Linked DNA regions of Arabidopsis thaliana: region 1 is linked to region 2. A link is a contact called in public ChIA-PET data. All regions are on one chromosome and are shown on one strand. Each heading gives the region's core, a stretch centred on a gene start, on an enhancer-like site or on the middle of the called end of the contact. The rest is flanking DNA. Distances are from core to core; before and after follow the strand shown.

Region 1 (6,956 bases), core at 2,622-5,121, 67 kb before region 2:
CGTTTAAGAGTTTCTTACACTATCTAACACAAGAAAACAGAGTTATGCACACAAAAAAGGATTTTACTATGTCAAACCTTTTTAAAAAGATGATTTAGAAAAACAGTAATTATGATAGTTCCAGCTGCTTCTAACAATGAGAATAATGATGAAGAAATGTTAAAAAAAGCAATTTTTTTCTTAAGGCTGAAAAGGTTTTGCTGAAATGGTTTCGGGCTTCGATAAGGCTGGCCCTAAAACGTTTTTTTTCTTCATTGTTGTTTTTTTCTTTTTCTTTCTTCGATCTAAAGCTCTCTTCTTCTTCTTCAAACGGAGCTCTCTTCTTCTTCTTCAACCTTTGTTCTTCGATCTCTGTCTTTTTTTTTTTTATCTCTTCTTCGATTGTAAGAAAAGGTATGATTTGTCTCTCTATACATTTCATCTTTCTTATTTTGACACTTTGATCGATTCTCTATTTTTTGGAATCTGATTCATATGTTTGGGGTTTAATAGTTTCAGCTCAAAGAAATCTGGGTTAAAGTGTGTTTGAAATTGTGGATCGATTCATAGATTCTCGATACCAATAGGTACTTGTGAATTTCTAAGTTTTTGGGTTTTTATCTTTCCCCTTGTTGTATATGATGTGTTAGAATTCATAAGCTGCAGATTCTATCTTTTTGGTTGGATATGTCTCTGTTTGAAGTTATATATTTATAGTTTTGAATTCATAGGATGTGGTGATACGTTTGTAATCTCGTGCCATATCTTTGGTTTGTCAAAGAGAGTGTGTTTTAATGTCAATTTCTGGGTAACCAAGTTTGAGCTTATTCCTTTTGATTCTGCCCGGCTCTCTGATTTTTTAAGGTGAGATTCCTAAGCATGTCAATTACTTTTTTTTTTTTTTTTTTAACATTCTCAATTTTCTTGAGTTGGTGACGTTTTCGAGATTTTGTTGATTAGTGCAAGACGACAAGTGATGAAAAGATAGAGACAAAGAAAGGCTTCAAGTTTGTTGATAACTGCTGTCTAAAGAGTTCGTTCCCTTGAGAGATTCTGACTCTGACATAAGAGGTAAAAAAGTTCAAATACTCAACACTTACTTGGAATTTAAAAGAACACTGATTTGTTGATATTATAAGGTATAAAAATATTTCGTCTTCTCAAAATCCAATTCTTCATCATATTATAAGTTCCCCCAACCGGAAGAGAAATTCAAAGATCAGAAAACGGTGAAAGATGCGACGACGACCAGGAATTGGAGGATTACAAAAGGCCGCAGCTGCTAGGGTATTGATCCTAAACCCAATTTCATTGTTTTCTCTCGAATCAGATTTGATTGAATTTGGGCTTTTAATTCTCTATACATCAAAAACAGGATCAGTACCGGTTACTAGGAGAAAATGTAGCCAAGTTACGGACTGATATGATGAAAGAACAGCTCTCCACGTTCCGTTCCCAGCTTGAAGAGTTCGCTCGTAAACACAAGGTCGTTATTTGTTGATTCTTTTTTATATTTTGTTGTTGTTGTGTTTGCTGTTGTTTTGTCATCGTCTTGATTTCGTAATAAGAACATGTAGTTTAATAACATTTTCCTGAATTTGATAAAATTGTGGTGAAAAGAGGCATAATTTTTTCTTTGGTTGCAGAATGACATTCGTAAGAATCCTGCCTTCAGGGCTCAGTTCCATGAAATGTGTGCTAACATTGGTGTGGATCCTCTTGCTTCTAACAAGGGTTTCTGGGCTGAGCTCCTTGGTATTGGTGACTTCTACTATGAACTTGGTATGTTTGCTCTCTCTTTCTAGTGCCACTGAAGAAGATGCTTCTGATTTTTGGTTAGCTATGAGTCTTAAGGGATATAAAATCTCTTGTGTACTTTTTTCTCTTGTTTTGAATTGGACATGCCCTCTGTGATATTAGAAAGCAGGGATGTAACAATTTTCGTGAATTCATTAAATAGGAGTTCAGATTATTGAAGTTTGCATGCTTACAAGATCACATAATGGAGGTTTGATCAGCTTGCAAGAGCTCTGCAACCATCTTCGTCAGAGAAGGAAGAAAGACCGTGAAGCTGTGACTGAAGATGATTGTCTTCGAGCTATTAGCAAGCTAAAGGTTTCTATCTAACTTGTGTTTTTCTTTTTTCTTTCAGATTTTTAATCAATGGGAAAATTTTGAACTGTTCTTGCTGGTATCTTGGGATTTTCTCCTCAGGTATTGGGTAGCGGATTTGAGGTTATCACTATTGGCAAGAAAAAGCTTGTCCGTTCAGTACCCACAGAGCTGAACAAAGACCATAACCAGATTTTGGAGTTGGCTCAGGTTATAATCATATGAGATACATATTTCCACAAAAGAAAACAACTATTACATGTGTTACATTATATCTTAGTAGTTCTACCTGAAGTAACTCAAGGATTTCTGTTGCTTTCCGCACAGGGCCAAGGCTTTGTGATTGTGGAAGAGGTACAAAGACGCCTCTCATGGACATCTGGTCGCGTTATAGATGCTCTCGAAACTTTGTTAGAGGTATGCATTTGCAATTCATTGCTTCAATTGGATTATGTGCTTCAATACTTCTATTATACTGATAGATGCAATGCAACCTATGCGAGTCCTGAAACCTTGCAATTCTATTATTCATTTTCAGGAGGGCCTTGCCATGATCGACAATGGCCATAAAGACGGAAAGTGTCGGTACTGGTTTCCCTGTGTTTCTTCGGTTTACTCATCCATCGGATCTGATACTTAAATGGTACATGCTCAGTTGTTTTGCTTGTTTTATACAGTATTAAATACAGTCACACTCGTTACATATAAATTACGAAGAAATCTTTTCAGTATATTACTGAAATTTTCTTGTACATGTATCACTCTGTAAAAAAAATATTTATGCTTGGTTGTTGGAGATTTCGGTTTCTTCTATCCAGTCAGAGTTTGGCTCACTCCATGACCTAGGTCTCACCCCAAGCTGGAAATAAAACACCATCTCCAATGCCTCAAAGACCTTACTCTCATCCAGAACATTGTTCCATGCTCCACTCACGATGCAGTAATTGTTGTTATACGGTGCTCGATGATGTTCCGCATGCTGTCTCCGTGAAACAAGTAACCCCATGTCCTGCAACGCGACCACGAGAGGTGGAAGCTTGCTCTTGGTTCCATGTGCCCAAGCATGGAATTGCTGGCTAAACAATATGCAAAATGCAAATGTGCACACAAAGCCGTGAAACACAGGGTCGTTAAATGCAAGGTCTAGTGGAAGAACTGTGAAGGTTATGACTTGAGCCAGAGCGTGTAGATTGTTGGCAAATTGCCGTCTGGTGATTGTCCAAGGCCACTTGTGGTGACCCTGAAATGCTTCGATTTGGGTTCCTACTACAGGTGTTGACTCATCACCGTAGTTATCAATGGCCCAGTGGTAGACACCGGAACCTAGATCAGCTAAGATGTACCCTGCATAACCGGCTAAAGCTGGTTCGAGGCAGAGATGAGAATCAAACCCTCCAATGACAGATTTAGCTAAAGAGACAAACAAAGTGGTGCAGCCCGCTGCAACCCATAACCGGTGAGTCCATGTCGATTTCAAAGTTGGGTCATTGGACAGAGGAGGGCTGGCAAGGCGTTGCTCAACCACAAGCTTCTCACGGTTAGGGCGAGGCTTGGTCGATTGCAGAGATTGGTCGTTGGACAGAGGAAGATTCACAGTGCGTTGCTCTACCAGAAGCTTCTCACGATTAGGCTGAGGCTTGGTGGTAGTAACAGAGCAGGTGACACGTACACGGAGAAGCGAGGGACGGTGGCTTTTTGGGATGTTGGTGATAGGTCGTAGAGGGTACTTGGTTGGAAGTGATACAGCCATTGAGAGTGATTGCAGGTGAAAGTTGTCAAATGTTCTCGTTTTCTCGACGGCATAACCACATGATAGAGGACGAGATTACGCTCAAGTTATGTTGTGGTGTACGTTAGTGTTGCGTGGGGCTATTCTGATCACTAGCACATTACCAAGTTGGTTGGTTATACCAACTGTCAAACTTATAAAATAGTTTTCAAATTTGGATTCTTAGTTTCTAAAAGTTACAAATTAAAACCCAACATTTCAAAAATGTTCTATTAGACCCACCTACCCAAAAAATAATTTTTGTTCGGTTTCTCAATCAGTTATTCTGGTTTAGTTTGAAATTCGATTAGATTGGTATATTTGGATTGTGTTTGTCTTATTTTAATAGATGCGAAATTCGAATATGTTAGAACGTTTGACCAACAAAAATGGTTATACTAAATTAAATTAATTTGAATGTATCATTACATCAATCTGGAGGATAGACGAAATAAATTATAAATAAACACGTTAAGAAAACCAGTCATGGACGATCGAAAAATCGAGACTTGCGAATTCAACACGGAAGCGAGACAGTAACCGACTTAACAATGGCTGCTTCATCGTCTCCGTGCATCTTCTTCGCCACTACCTTACTGGTGCTGCTTCTCACTTTCTCATCCGGGAAATTACCATTTCACCCTCGAGACCTGCTTCCGCTTTTTCCGAGGCAAGTCTCGTGGCCGGTAGTCAATTCTCTCAACACTGCCGTCGATCTCCTCCCTACTTTCATCGGCTCCGCTTCTGTTAGAAACGACGCCGTGGAGTGGAAAGGTGCTTGCTTTTATGAGAACAAAGCTTGGTTGGAGCTCAATAACAAGTCCGGTTCCGAATTCGGCGGCGGCACACTTCACATTAAGGTTACAAAATGATGAATTTGAGCTCTAAAATCGTTGCTTTTCATATTCTTGGTTTCACTTTTGAGGGTTTTGTTTATGGGTTTAGCTTTTGAGGTTCTTAGAAACTTGTTGATGAGCTTAAATCTCGAAGCTCTGTTTGTTTATGTTCTCACGCTGTTAGATTTTAGATATTAGGCTTCTGAGTTCCTGATATTTCGGAGAACATTTCAAATTATACGCTTAGACTTGTCAAAAAAAATTATAGGCTTAGAGTTACATTTCCTCTTCACCTTGGAAGCTGTTTTTCGAATGATGAATACTTAATTGATTCTGTTGAAACGTCTTTTGTGCAGGTCGATAAGGCACATAGTTGGACGTGCATGGATATTTATGTCTTTGTCACACCATATCGTGTGACATGGGATTGGTACTTTGCTTCGAGAGAGCACACTATGGAATTCAAGGAGTGGGAGGGTAAAGCTGAGTATGAATATGTAAGCTGCTCTGCTCTTCTTTCTTTGTTATCTTTTTGTCTTTTCCAGTTTATAGTTAACATATCTAATGGATTTTTGTTTTGCCTGTCTGGCTCACGGTTGATCAGGTTAAGCAGAAAGGAGTTTCGATATTCCTCATGGAAGCAGGGATGTTGGGAACTCTCCGAGCTCTGTGGGATGTCTTCCCTCTGTTTACCAATACTGGTTGGGGGGAGAATTCTAACATAGCGTTTCTTAAGAATCATATGGGTGCTAATTTCTATCCTCGTCCTAAACCTTGGGTTACAAATATTACTACCGATGAAATTCACTCTGGAGACTTACTAGCTATCTCCAAAATCCGTGGGCGGTGGGGTGGTTTTGAGACCCTAGAGAAGTGGGTAAGTGGAGCCTATGCTGGTCACACTGCTGTCTGTTTGAGGGACTCTGAAGGGAAACTCTGGGTTGGTGAATCCGGGAATGAAAATGAAAAGGTAAAACTTAAATTTTTGGGTTCTATTGAAAAATAGTATGGCCATTGAGTTAGTTCGTGTTCTGAGTATCACTAGATGCTTATCTCTGCTAAGAACAAACTAAAATGATTTAGTTGAACATCATCGAAATGCTTGACTAGTAACATTTATAGTTTCGCTGAACTTGATATGACATGTTCATATTTTCCCAGTGGCTTCTTTCCAAGCCAGTCTTGTGGAAACTGATTCTTTTAATGGAACTGCATTTTTGTTCCTTTTTTTTATGCATATCATGATTTTTTGGCTGTCTTCTCCTTCGAACCTTTGGGTCATAGGGAGAAGATGTAATAGCGATATTGCCATGGGAAGAGTGGTGGGAGTTTGAACAAACCAAGGATGACTCGAATCCCCACATTGCATTGCTACCGTTGCATCCTGATTATCGAGCCAAGTTTAATGTTACAGCTGCATGGGAATATGCTCGTAGCATGGATGGCAAACCATATGGCTATCACAACTTGATCTTTAGCTGGATCGATACCATCAGCGGAAATTACCCACCTCCTCTGGATGCTCAACTTGTAGGTTTTCATTTCTCAGAATTTTGGCATTGATGACAACATAAGTTTCAGTTTATCTCTTTATTGTTCTCTCTTTAATCAGCTTCTATCAGTTAGTTTATGGGTGAGGTTGTGATTGTTTTCTCTGTATCTCTTTTCCTTCTCTATTATGTTTTTCCAGGTTGCTTCTGTCATGACAGTTTGGAGCAAAATCCAGCCTGATTATGCTGCTAACATGTGGAATGAAGCCCTTAACAAGCGACTCGGAACAGAGGTATTAGCATTTTGTTCATTTATTTCACTTGTTCATAATGCTTGATCAATCATTTTACTCTTCTATGGATTAAAATAAGTAGAAGGTTTTAGAGTAGCATTTTGGCTCTTGGCACATGGTACCATATGCTTTCTATTTTCTTCTTCTCTATTCTTCAGTAAATGGTCATTGATTTCTTTTCTTTAGTTCTTTCTCTGAGATGTTCTAAAATGGCAGGGTCTTGATCTTCCTGATGTACTGGTGGAAGTCGAAAAGCGTGGATCCTCTTTTGACGAGTTGCTGGCAGTTCCTGAACAAGATGATTGGATATATAGCGATGGGAAATCAACGTCTTGTATCGCTTTTATCCTCGAAATGTACAAAGAAGCTGGGCTTTTCGATCCAATCTCTAGTTCCATTCAAGTCACAGAATTCACGGTGAGAACCAACCTGTACACACTCTAGAAGATACACACTGATACACACACACTGACCAGTA
Region 2 (6,145 bases), core at 2,256-4,755:
CGTGTTGTCGCGGCCAATGTGTTTACGTAGCTTACGATAAACGCCATTGTGGACAGTGTAACCATCCGTGTGAGCTGGGCGAGTTCTGCGTCTACGGTCTATGTAACTATGCGTGAATAATCGATCCATCATCACAAGAGAGGGGTGTATATATATTACACAACAAATTAAACTAAAGCTAATTAAAAGTCTATCACTCTTTTAACAAAAAAAAAAAAGAGAAGAAAAAGACTCTAATACATATATATACAGGTTAAACAATTATTCACATTGGATGATGTTATGTCCAATTAATAAGTGGTGGGTGTGGGTGTAATTTTAAATCCCATAACATTTTGAAAGGGTATATATAAAAGAATAAAACAATTTTGATATTGTTTATGCAAAATAAAGATTCCAATAATCTCATGAATTGATGACTATATATATGTCCTCTCAGCCTTTTAATGGGAAATTGGATAAAATGAAGATAAATAATTGCAATTAGTATTGAACGTGTGGACCGTGAATTATCCAATTAAAGGCCATAAACTAATTTACGTGAAAATCTTGTGGCCCGACAAAATATTATTCCCGAAAAAGCCCAAATAGTACTGCTCCTTAATAATTTAAAGGTTACAACACATACATAGTTTAAAGATAACTAAACACCTAACGAACTGCACCAAAAAAATAACTTAGAAATCGGGAGCGGGGACAATTATCAAAGATAGATATTAAGGGAGCGAGCCTTTGAGAGTCGCCAGGGAAGAGCAATGATATTAGGGAGTGAGCCTTTGAGAGTCACGAGGGAATAGCGAAGTTTTGCGGATGTTATTGAGGGCACATAAGAGCATTACCACACGCTCCAGCCCCACTCCGAATCCACCGTGAGGTGGTGCACCGTACCTGTAAACATGCAGCCACTCGTCAACTCAACTCAACTCATAGTAGGAACCCAACTGGATCGATCAGTTTGTGGTTACCTGAATGCATCAATGTACGTGGATATTGTCTTGACATCAATGCCGCATTCTCTTGCGCGCTTCTCCAAGAGTTCTGGGTCATGGATACGTTGAGCTCCTGACATGATCTCCTCTCCTATAAGACAGAAAGCTCAAATTTAGTATTATTAAATCAAGTGTAGAAGTAACATAATTGGGTGACAAACTCATAGATGCACGCACCTCTGATGAAGACATCGAAAGAGTTGCTGTAGTTAGAATCATTTTCATAGGGCATAGTGTAGAACGGTCTGACAGCCGATGGATAGCGATGCAGCATGTAGAACTCCGTCTTGTACTTTTCCAGAACAAGCTGGCCAAGTTTCCTCTCAGATTCTGTATTTAGATCACCAAGAGGATCAACCTCCTCGCCAGCTTCCTGTCAAGATGACCCAACTATTATTTATTCATAGTCTAACTCATCAAGTTGGATGCAAAAAAAATCCTGTCATACCTTAAGCATTTGAATCCCTTCTGCAAAGGTTAGCCTCAATGTTTGCGGAAGAAACTACAAGTTTAGTGCCAATCATCAGTATCCAACACAAAAGAAACTCAGTTTTTTCCTAAGAATCCAAAAGATAGATTACCTTCAAAGATTGAAAAGGGTATTGCTTTCTGACAGATTCAAGTTCCTTTGGGCACCTTTCTTCTATTTTTGTGAATATGAACGGAAACAACTCCCCCACAAGATCCATTATCTGCACCAATTATAAGCACTAGTGAAGAGATGAAATATTATTAATATCTTAACAGTAGCACAATCATACATACCTCAGAGTAGTGCATTCGAATCTCCATCTCCACATCAAGACCAACGAATTCACACAGGTGTCTATGAGTGAAGGAGTCTTCAGCTCTGAAAACAGGACCAACCTCAAAGACGCGTCGCATGTCACCACATATCGCCATCTGCTTATGAAGCTGAGGAGACTGAGCCAGACAAGCAGGCTGCCCTTTGTAGTCCAACCTAAACACAGCAGAACCTCCTTCACTACTGCCAGCGATCAATTTCGGTGTGTGGATTTCAAGAAACCCCTTGGATTGTAAGTATTCTCTGAACGCCTACACAAACAATTAAATCATGCAATGAACTATTAGGATAATGACAAATCATATCCTAGTTGACACTAACTAGCTATAATCCTCCATGTTGCATATCAAATCAGAGCTTACAATTTGGACTTGGCACTGAATACGGAAGATGGCTTGATTAGCCGGTGTTCTGATGTCAAGAACCCTATTATTCAAACGTGTGTCCTGAAGGACACGAGCAGCTTGTTTGCCATCCTGCAGCAGCTCTCTTATGAAGGAATATATAAATAATCATAAGCAGCTCCAAATCTTAAAACATTATTCTACCTTGCCAGATTTTTCAATATCTGATTCACTACGAGCAGCATCCTCCACAACAAGTGGTAAATTTGGCAAGGATCTGCTGAGGCAGTACATTTTTCTGACATGTATTTCAACCTGCAACAACATTATCGATGAGTTCATGTATGTCGCTATTCGAATCAATCAAAGAAAAAAAGGAAACCTGCTGGGTGGTTCCTGTGAGAGGCTTCTTAGGGTGAGAGACGACACCGATAAGCTCAACAACAGATTCACGACTCAGCTGCTTGACAAATTTAATCATGTTTGCACCAACTCTGGTCTCCTCCACCACGCATTGAACCGTGAATCCACTTTCCCTCAAGATCACAAACAATTTGGTACCGACTAAGCGATTCTTGTGCAGTCGACCTCTGATCGAAACCTCTGACCCCACAATCTCTTCAACCAAGTTGCTCACATCAGTGAGCTCTTTTCCCTCAACAGCCGACTGCAACTCGTTAGTAGTCACGTCACCGTAGTTGCTGGAACACGATTCATCCTCCTCCTCCAGAGAAAGAGATGATGATGTGGCTTCTTCTCGTTCCTGTTTACGGAGCAACTTCTCCAGTTTAGCGGCTCGCTTCTTTGACTCTTTCTTGCTTATTTTTTCTCCACATTCCTCCAAAACCTCTGATCCCACCATCTCTTCTCCAGTAAATTGATAGCTGCGGCAGAGAGAGAGAGAATGAGAATAAGATAACTCTTTTTGAGCTAGGGTAGATAACTATTGTTGGGCTTGAAAGGCCCACAAAACATATTGGTCCAGCGAAGACCCATGTAAAGCACAAGTTGAATTGATTTGAAGTTTACAGTGATAATAATTTTTTTTTTCTTTTTTTTTTCACTGATTTATTGGATATTGTCAAAGACTTTTACAAACCCACAAATGGGCTTAACATAAGACCCAAAAAAGTACAAACAGAATACATGAAATTCGAAAAATATATACAGAAGTGAAAATTAAAACATGAATAAGAGGTGGGTGTAATTTTACATTGAATGATGTTATGTCCAATCAATAAGTGGTGGGTGTGGGTGTAATTTTGAATCCCATAACGTTTTGAAAGGGTATATATAAAAACACAATTTTGATATTGTTTATGCAATAAAGATTCCAATAATCTCGTGAATTGATGACTATATACATCAACCCTTACATGTGTCTCTGCCTTGGAAATTTTGATTAAAAGTGAAGAGATAAATAATCGCAATTAGTATTGAACGTGTGGACCGTGAATTATCCAATTAAAGGCCATAAACTAATTTACGTGACAAAAACATTACTCCCGAAGAAGCCCAAATTGACGACAGGCGTTAGTGGCGATTGGCGATGGCAGCTCCTGCGGTGGAGGCAACCGTCGCAAGTGCTCTCCGCTCTGTGATTCTTAGAGCTCGTAAGGCGGCGGAGCAAGTAGGAAGAGATCCCGAGCGGGTCAGGGTCCTTCCAGTCTCCAAGACTAAACCCGTCTCACTTATCCGCCAAATCTACGACGCAGGTCACCGTTGCTTCGGCGAGAATTACGTTCAAGAAATCATCGATAAAGCTCCACAGGTTCCTCTCTCCAATCCTTGTTATCTTCACTAGATAATCGATTTCATTTCAAAATCCGAATGTTTATCCTTCAATCACTAACTACTATGTGTCTCTCCATTTTCTGGGAATGTGATATATTTTGTGCTTTTGATGATGCTAATGGAGCTTCTCCTTCACTTTGTTTGATTGATATACAGCTTCCGGAAGATATAGAGTGGCATTTCGTGGGGCATTTACAGAGCAACAAAGCCAAAACGCTATTGAGTCTGACTTTTATCCCCATCTTTAATATTGAATTAGGGGTTTAGTGAAAGTGAAAGTCGTTTAATCCAATGTTTGCAGCTGGAGTCCCAAATTTGGCAATGGTTCATGGTGTGGATGGAGAAAAGGTATTATAACTAGCGATTAGAGGTTGTTGTGGCGTTTAACTTGCACAATTCACTTTACTAGGAGGTTATTTTGGTTATACAATCACTTGGGATTGATTTCACAGGTAGCAAATCATCTAGATCGAGCTGTTTCAAATCTTGGGAGACATCCACTAAAGGTTTTGGTCCAAGTGAACACAAGCGGAGAAGTTTGTGAGTATTTTACCTCTATGCTGATTTCCTTGTCCAGCCTCTTCAGTTGGCTGACTGATTGATTATGGATGCAGCTAAATCTGGAATCGAACCTTCTAGCGTTGTAGAGCTAGCAAGACATGTGAAACATCACTGTCCAAATCTGGTATTCTCCGGATTAATGACTATTGGGATGCCTGATTATACGTCTACCCCAGAGAACTTCAGGGTATTCTACTACTTGATTGGATACTTGTTTTACGTGTTCTCGGGTTATTCCTACAAGTTTTACTTACCAAGGTTTATTCTTTTCCCCATAAACCGGGACAGACACTTTCAAACTGTAGAGCTGATGTATGCAAGGCACTTGGAATGGCTGAGGATCAATTTGAACTGTCCATGGGCATGTCTGGTGACTTCGAGCTAGCGGTAATATCTTTGTCTCTCTTCTAATATCGAAAATGCAATCAACTCAATATCGAAAATCATTTGAATGTGTTCTTTCTTTCATCCGAGGAACCACATATATGTGGAAGATGATCTTTGACTATGTTTCTGCAGATTGAGATGGGAAGCACCAATGTGAGGGTTGGTTCCACCATTTTCGGACCAAGAGAGTACCCCAAGAAAACAACTTAGCTACTATGCTCAAACACTTGTTGTAAAATTCATGTATAATGTTATTTTGTCGATTATTTTAAACAATTTTATTCTTCATTGATAAACTTAGGTGTATTCACAAAGTTACTTTATAGAAAATTAGAAATCAATACATTGTTAAGGGCTTTGTAACTGAGTTGAATATTTGTAACAGCAGATATCGCATTTTGATACTTGTCCTCTCGAAATTGATGTTTACTGACGCACGATTATTGGGAATTTGGGACTTAGTGGTGTACCAATAGCATCTCAGCTTTCATGGTTACAAAGAGGCCAGTGAAAGAGGCTTGGTCAACCGCAATTATGATCCGTTACTTGCACTGACTACCACCGATCCACCGCCGTAACTCTTTAAATCTTAATGCAATACTAATTCGAATTACATGTCGAGGTCTTAAAACATGATAAATGGTTGTTTAAAGTAAAAAAAGAAAAGAAACAATAAATAAAACAAACGGTGATGGAAGGAGGGACGTACGATCGTAGTCGTAGAGACTGCCAAATAAATAATGGACCACTATTATGTGGTTCAAGAACTATATCCTTTTCTTAGATTCCGAATCTTAACTTGTGTTTCTTGCCTTGTTTGGTTTTTTTTTTGTTTATTTTGTAGTTTTGTCTCATAAAATAACGAACAAAAAGCAATGGTCTAAATATTTCTCAATATATGTATTTAAAAATTATATCATAGTTTCGCAAAAAAACGACCGAACGAACGATGGTAGTCATTTGCCCAAATTGAGCCTCGTAGTAGTTGCTACGACCACACCCCCGTCCCATGAATAAACACGACCATGTAAATATTATCTATAAAGACAACATAAATTTACAAATTAATGTTGAACAGAAAAAGTCAAAAAGAAAATTTCGTTAATATAATAATAATATTCTATGATAATATAAAACGTGGCATAACACATGACTTCACATGACATCATAAGAAGACATATGCCACATGAACTCTTCATCGCCTCCATCCTTTTAGTCTCGTTTACATGCAGCAAACTACGATCTACGATTATATACAATGAAAT

The links. ChIA-PET counts read pairs in DNA pulled down with a chosen protein or histone mark.
Region 1: an H3K4me3 ChIA-PET map of shoot shows a contact between it and region 2, with 11 read pairs. The contact joins the promoter of FADA here to the promoter of AT4G26860 in region 2.

What each region holds. Positions count from the first base shown.
Region 1 is chr4:13,568,836-13,575,791 of TAIR10.1, reverse strand. It overlaps FADA (fatty acid desaturase A), which reads right to left and starts at 3,871. Exons shown (of 1, transcript NM_118837.2): 1 at 2,722-3,871. The coding sequence starts at 3,841. The coding sequence ends at 2,870. AT4G27020 (inositol-1,4,5-trisphosphate 5-phosphatase) reads left to right here and starts at 4,297. Exons shown (of 7, transcript NM_118836.3): 1 at 4,297-4,719; 2 at 5,052-5,192; 3 at 5,300-5,665; 4 at 5,980-6,225; 5 at 6,386-6,478; 6 at 6,695-6,895. The coding sequence starts at 4,411. It overlaps VPS22 (EAP30/Vps36 family protein), which reads left to right and starts at 153. Exons shown (of 11, transcript NM_118838.5): 1 at 153-393; 2 at 493-566; 3 at 711-843; 4 at 940-1,050; 5 at 1,119-1,266; 6 at 1,355-1,465; 7 at 1,626-1,761; 8 at 1,940-2,094; 9 at 2,194-2,301; 10 at 2,419-2,508; 11 at 2,630-2,903. The coding sequence starts at 1,216. The coding sequence ends at 2,731. It overlaps AT4G27050 (F-box/RNI-like superfamily protein), which reads left to right. Exons shown (of 5, transcript NM_118839.4): 5 at 1-121.
Region 2 is chr4:13,502,236-13,508,380 of TAIR10.1, reverse strand. It overlaps AT4G26860 (Putative pyridoxal phosphate-dependent enzyme, YBL036C type), which reads left to right and starts at 3,505. Exons shown (of 7, transcript NM_118820.7): 1 at 3,505-3,909; 2 at 4,089-4,155; 3 at 4,234-4,280; 4 at 4,385-4,472; 5 at 4,547-4,680; 6 at 4,782-4,880; 7 at 5,013-5,328. The coding sequence starts at 3,688. The coding sequence ends at 5,090. AT4G26870 (Class II aminoacyl-tRNA and biotin synthetases superfamily protein) reads right to left here and starts at 3,090. Exons shown (of 9, transcript NM_118821.6): 1 at 2,521-3,090; 2 at 2,343-2,453; 3 at 2,157-2,270; 4 at 1,755-2,045; 5 at 1,571-1,681; 6 at 1,438-1,491; 7 at 1,167-1,362; 8 at 966-1,080; 9 at 511-888. The coding sequence starts at 3,000. The coding sequence ends at 762. AT4G26880 (Stigma-specific Stig1 family protein) reads left to right here. Exons shown (of 1, transcript NM_118822.2): 1 at 1-339. The coding sequence ends at 116.